Regions from separate parts of the Rattus norvegicus genome. Here region 1 is linked to region 2. The links are chromatin contacts, called in public Hi-C maps. All regions are on one chromosome and are shown on one strand. The core of a region is the stretch at or near the end of the contact, and the rest is flanking DNA. Distances in the headings are between cores, read along the strand shown. Region 1 holds the start of Hmcn1 (hemicentin 1). Region 2 overlaps Hmcn1 (hemicentin 1).

Region 1 (3,460 bases), core at 747-3,246, 42 kb after region 2:
AATAACAAAACCCTTGGACTGCATCATAAGTGGCATCTTATAAATTGAAACATCATGGCATTTGCAGTGTCTTACTAAGACAGTAAACACAGCAAACAATCATCAACCTCTCGATTCCCATGGCAAAGAATATCATGTCTCATCGGTGTGGAAAGGCATGTGTATACCACAGAGGACCAGGACTGCTTACTGTTGTCATTGAAGAACTTGAAGAGTCCAGAAAAATTCTAGTTCTCTCCCAATGGATCCCAAGGACACCTTTCTAAATAGCTGAAATACACTACATTTAATAACTGGCAATAATTAGGATTTTAATACGTGTGGCAAATGCAGGAGGAAGGGGCGGGAGGGGAACCAAGATCTTCAACATCGTGCTCTCATTGTGAAAGAGGCTATGCCAAAGTCTAGTGAAGAGAGAATTTCAGAAGCAAGGGTAATGTGGGAGAGCAGTGGGGGGAGGGCTCTGAAGAAACCACTGTTTTCTTTCTTCCACTGAGCAGCTACTTGCCTAATGAAACTCAGGTGGACACGAGACAGTAAGCCCCAGGGCTCCCGCTGTAATGCTACCCTCCATGATGACAATGAAGGCTCCTAGGAGCCTTGCACAGAGGTGCTACTTGAAAAAGAAACTGCAGAGAGTAAATAGGATCATGTTACACTGCAGCAGCGGAAAGCCACGGCTTCAGGGCACAACATAAAGTGAGTTTTCTTCAACTACCTTTTGAGAGCACAGACCTAGCAAATTACATGCATTTGTATTGCCTGAGACAGGGACATAGTGTTTACACACATCTGTGAATCTAACCAATGATGACCCCGGTGCAACCGTGAATAGATTCAGTTAAGGAATGAATGGCTTCTGTCTTTCATTTTCATGCCTCCAGTTCCAATCCTAGTTGCTATTTACAGACTTGCTCATGTGTCCCGCAGCAGGTCTGATTCTCTCCCATGTGAGATTATCTTGAGAGTGTGCTTGCCCTGATGTTGAAAACCGGATTCCTGTCTTGTGGCTGCCTTTGCAATTAAAACAGTCTTTAGCTTTAAAATGCAGGCCAGTTAGCTCTGAGTTTGCTGCTGTTGCTGCTACAAAGTCCTGGTTCTGATCTTCAGAGGACTGCATTTCCAGATCAGGGCAATCTCCCTAAGCAAACCATCTATTCGCCCTAGCTGAGCTGAGAGCTTTGAAAGCAAACCCAGATGCCCATAAGCAATTCTTTGTTACTACCTATTCTGCTGCATATTTTTTAAAATGCTTTTGAAACTTTCTGACAATAAAACAAATCCACAGCATAAGAAATAGTAGAATTATGAATCACAACAAATTCAGAGAGTAAGTATTCCCCTTACCTGGATCATGGAAGGGCACCAAAGCAAAGTTGTAAAGAGGTCTCTTAGGTCTTTTCAAAGACGTCTCCAAAATTTTGGAAGCCCCTTCAATAACCTGAACTAAATCATCATACATGGAGCCAGTCACATCAAACACAAAAGCCAACGTGGACGCCCCCTCCGGAATCTCCTCAGCCCTGCTCTCCGACTGCGGGGTCCCAACTCCAGCTAGGGAAGAATGAAAAAGAGCCACCAGGAAAACTGTGTGGACCAGTTCCTGGGCAATCATTTTTTTTTCTTTTCTTTTCTTGTTTTGCTCGCTGCTTTTCTCTTTGCCCTGAGCTCCTTAGCACTGTGCTTACTCCTCAGCAGCAAGCAGAGGACTTCCTCCCCGGTGCCTCATCAGCTTTTTGCAGTCTCTGAACTAACTCAAAGTTTGGAGCGGAGAAGGAGATGAGGACCAGCCCAGAGCCCGGGTCCTTCCAGGAGCTGGGCTGGGCTGGGCAAGGATGCAGCGCCTTTTGTCCGGCTGAGTAGGTCGTGGGCTCTAGGCGGCCGCGTGCAGGGAGCTGCGAGTAGCCGAGTGCCGGCAGAGCGCCGGGTCCATGCCCCGGGGACGCTGCGAGCCTGCGGTGCCGCCTCCGCCGCCGCCGCGCTCCAGGCCAGCGACTGAACCTCCCAACTTTCCACTGCTAGCCCCTCGGAGGGGAAGCCGGGCGCGACCTCTCCTTCTGATTGGCCAGCGGCCGTCCCTCCTCTGCTGGAGCCCCCACCCCAGAGGGTGACTTTCCCCTCCCTGAGTTCCAAGTCGCTCCAGGACCGGGGAAGCGCTCTCACTGTCAGCTCCCGTGTTCCCCTCAGAGCTATAACCAATCTCCAAAACTCCAAGGTAAACAATGGTTTTCAAGAATGTGTGGCCCACTCCCAAATTCAAGGGCATCGCATTAGCTAGCACAAAGGGAATTGGTGCACATTTTTTCCTAATGTGTGCAACGCTGCTTCAAACAACACTTCTCTCATAATTCCCAAGCCCACCCCAAGTGCAGGAAGCTAAGATGCTTCCTGTCCCTCCATCCACCATTCAGCCCAGCCAGAAGGGGGAGCTGGAACCTTCTTTCCTCTGGGCTGCAGCTACAGGATGGATGATTCTTTGATCTTCCGCGGCGGGGGGGAAGGGGGGGGCTCGAGGGGAGTTTAGCCCTGAGGAAGGCACAGGGTGGGGGGAGCTGTAGAGCCAAAGGAGAATGAAAGGAGATAGGAGGAAAGTAAGAGACATCATAAAGTCACTAGCTATGCTGTGGGACTAGAGAAGGAAGCTGGGTATCAATAAAACATCGTCATAGAAGGGAGGGGGCGTTTTTAAAAAGAATGAGACATACTGAATTCATATTAGAAATCTGGGGGAGTTGTAATTTCATTATCAAGATTCGCTTTGTCTGCAAAGCATGGTGCTGGGGAATAATATTCCCTTTTCAAGTACCCTCTTGTACAACTATGTGTCAGGTCTCAGGCAAAGATCCACTGAAAGGTTGTAACCCTCAGTGACATTTTTTCTTGCCAAAACTTAAGGAAACTTTACCGTGGAAAACATTACACTGTTCTTCCAAGTCGTAATCATTATATACATTGTAGACGTATTAACAGATCTAAGAAGGTAAGCAAAGAAAGTCAGTCATGGGCTAACCATTTCTTTGTTCCCCTTTAGCAAATACTTTTTCTTTTCCTGGAAAAGGATTATTGTCTGGATGCAAGCATTCAAACTAGAGCACTCGGGCAGCTTTAAACTGGGTTTAAGTGTGTATGAGACCACCCTCCAGCAGTGGGGCAGCCTGAGAAAGGGCCAGCTCCTACTAGCCTTTTATAATCTCCGACTGTCTTCCCTTTCAGACCCACCAGCTGTGGGACTTGATTTTATGATGCCTATAAGTCATGTCACTTAAAGGAAGCACACAGGCCATTTGGGCAGGGTGGGAATATGAGGGAGAGGGAGAGAATGTGTTTCCTTTCCAAGTAGTATTTAGAGAATGTTGAATGCTATTTGAGTAGTCCATTCCTTTGTTTATTTAAAAAAAGATTTCATTCTAGGTCATAGAGACCTGAGCTATTCCAGGTGCTCAGGGAGGTGGGAGAGTTC
Region 2 (3,102 bases), core at 400-2,899:
GGAGAAGCAGAAAGGAAGGCTGGAAAGAAATGATGAAAATATCAGTACCTCCTGAACACTGAAAGCCAAGGGCTGAAGTAACTGTCTCGGCCAGGGTTACTGCGATGACACACTATGAGCAAAAGCACTTGAAGAGGAAAGGTTTTATTTGGCTTATGCTTCCACACCCATAGTCCATCACCGAGGAAAGTCAGGACAGGAACTCAAACAAGGCAGGAGCTGATACAGAGGCCATGGAGGGGTACTGCTTACTGGCTTGCTCTTTATGGCTTGCTCAGCCTGCTTTCTTATAGAACCCAGGACCACAGCACTACACACAAAGGGCTGGACCCTCCCTATCAATCACTAATTAAGAAAATGCCCTACAGGGTTGCCTTCAGCCCAACCTTATAGAAGCGTTTTCTTAATTGAGATTCCCCCCCCACCCCACCCCCAGATGACGTTAGCTGTTTCAAGATGACATAAACTACCCAGCACAGTGCCTACATTTAACGGACTAGTGTTGGTCCATTGGTTTCGCTTTTACACTTAAAACAGTAAGTTCAAAGACTAAGGCACACTGCGAGGCTGCATTCTTTTGCTCTGGTTCCTTAACTGAGTTAACTTGGAAGGCAGTGTGAATCTCAGTCTTAACCAATAACTAGATGGGGCTCACCAAGAGAAACTGGCGGTTACCAAGAGAAAAATCTTAAAGTCATCACAGTGAAAATTCTACCGGAAAAGACATAAAAATGAACATCCTGACAATTGCCCCCACGGCAGCAGATCCTTCTTAATACAAATTTTAAGTAATCATGCTTTCTGTTACCATAAATCGAACGAAGCAGCTGTAGGTGCTAAAAGCTTATGTTTCTCCCTCTCTCACAATGGTCCTACTTACTTAATCAAGCTTCTAGAACAATTCATCACAGTCAGACCCAGTGAAGCAACCGATTTCGGAAGATTGTAATCACAGAGAAAGGAAATCATGATTTGTCGTTACTTGAACTTACTCCACATCAGCGTGTGGTCATTTTCATTAAGACTTCACCCAGAGCAGGAAGAAAAAAAAAACCCAAAAACATCCCCTCATTGTTGACAGTGAGCATTAATCACCGCCTGAACTGTGTGAGAAAAGTCAACTACAGCCAATGACATTCTTCCGAGAATTAAAGGCCCCACAAAGTCTAAAATCAAAGTAAAACACGGAGAGACATCTATGTTCTTCTGTAATTGAGCAGAAGAGAGAACTTAAATTTCCAAGAAATCTCCAGAAAGAAAATAAGAATGGGCTGATAGTGTATTTAAATAAGAAAACAGTAAACTAGAATATATCACCAATGATGATAAAATGATAAAAATGAACACCAATGGCCCATCATCCAGAAATTCGTATACTCTGAGCCCTGACCGTAGTCGTTCATGAAAACAAACTTGTCCCAGAGCGGGATATTTCATTCACAACTGTCAATCAAGCCTCAAATGAAAAACCACTCTGTCCATCACTTCCTGTCAGTGGCAGTGCCAACCACCACGAAGTACAGCAGAGGTTGAGAAACACGGCTGACCTCTTTCAACAATGTCAAAGCTCTCTCCATCCCAGCCTAATAAACACATGTTCCCAGTAACTCCCCCAATGAAAGAGTCCCTTTCAGAAGAGAAGCAGGACTCACATGAACACTGCCCTCTTGATTAAAATGTCCACTGAGCCAGTGGACTGTGAAGGTCCCCCCTCAAGTCTCATGCTTCAGGCTGCATTCACAATCAATTAGTTACATCAAACCCTCTTTTGTTTCCCTCCAGTGACTTTTTATCGCCGTTACTTGAGTCTTAAACAACTGCCTCACTTGGCTTTCTGCCAGATTCTCCACAAGCACAGCCCTCCCAGGAGACAACGGACAGCCACAGAGGTTCTCCGTAATAAGGTGACTAGAGAAAAGTCTTCAAACTATTTCCCCAGAGCAGCAAAGGCATTTATAAAATATTTGTTTAGTTGAGGAGGTTCACGTTTCTCTTCTTGCTCATTGCCTGGAGTTCTTACAAAGCATCTTTTATTTTTCCACAAATTTCAGAACTGCACGGTCAACCCAGAACCAAACCATCCTGGTTCTGGTCTCTTTAGTGCTAAATGACCACCTGACCTTTTCATCTGCCCTCACCCCTTCTGAAATACACACTCTCCCTCTACAGTGCTGGTTGTCACAGCTCTCCATCACTGTGACAAATACCCTAGATAAACAAAGTTTATCAAACATGGATGGTAAGTTCAACTGGACTCACAGTCTCAGAGAATTCAGTTCATGGTGTCTTGGTCCTGTTGCTCTGAGGCCGTGATGAAACAGAGTATCATGGGAGAGGAGGGTCATCTGTCTATGGATACCGGAAAGTTGGGAAGGGCTGGGGTTCCTTCTAAGGGCACACACCCAGTGACCTAATATCCTTCCACTGGGCCCTTCCTAATAAAAGGTCCACCATGTTCTAATAGTGCAACAGGCAATTAATGTCCAAAGGACTCTGGGAGTCATTTAGTATCCAAACCATAACAGGGGTGACTAAGTAATTCTGTCAACCTTGAATGACATAAATATCACAGACTCCCCATAAATGATGCTGTACAAGAACAGACTGAAACAGCATCAGAGCTAGTAGTGAAGGACTGTAACAAAATAGTCCCTTCTGGACACGACAGGGCCATGCACTTCAGAACTCATAGCAGCTGTAACTGCTTTCCCAAGTCCTGCACAGGATCAGAACAGTTAATATTTAGCGTGGCTATTGGTGGGGGAACTCACCAAACCCCACCTCTAGCTGAGAATAATTGGCAGTTGATGGCTACTAGGGAAGGGAAAGTCCGTTCTCTTCAAAGACAAGGCTTCAAGCAGGTTACCCATGCTCCTCCAGTGCATCCTATGCCTATGCATAGGCAGGCAGCAATTGCTGAACTCAGCAGATTATAAGAGAAGTAAAAACAAGATATGAAGCTGAGGAAGAAGTGTGTTGGGTTTGGGAAGAAGTCAGGGCATAGGAGGAGGTGAATATGATCAAAATATACTGTTATGAACATCTCAAGGAATAGATAAATAAAGAATATTTAAGTATATTAAGAACTATGAAAAGTTCATG

What was found. Hi-C and Micro-C count contacts between places; a contact is called where the count stands out from the background.
Region 1: a contact with region 2 is called in a Hi-C map of Schwann cells, with 2.5 times the contacts expected there. The contact joins the promoter of Hmcn1 here to the enhancer-like site in region 2. A contact is called at or near these places in 2 of 12 Hi-C or Micro-C datasets (Schwann cells and psoas muscle).

Annotation. Positions count from the first base shown.
Region 1 is chr13:65,632,523-65,635,982 of GRCr8, forward strand. It overlaps Hmcn1 (hemicentin 1), which reads right to left and starts at 1,997. Exons shown (of 107, transcript NM_001271292.1): 1 at 1,348-1,997. The coding sequence starts at 1,615.
Region 2 is chr13:65,590,787-65,593,888 of GRCr8, forward strand. The region is part of intron 1 of Hmcn1 (hemicentin 1); the gene reads right to left. Among named protein-coding and RNA genes, the nearest start is that of Hmcn1, 42 kb to the right of the region's middle. Within about 2 kb of position 1,650, at least 3 of the 93 cell types and tissues checked have an H3K27ac peak or open chromatin away from gene starts, as enhancers often do. A contact at or near this core is called in Schwann cells, where this site is marked.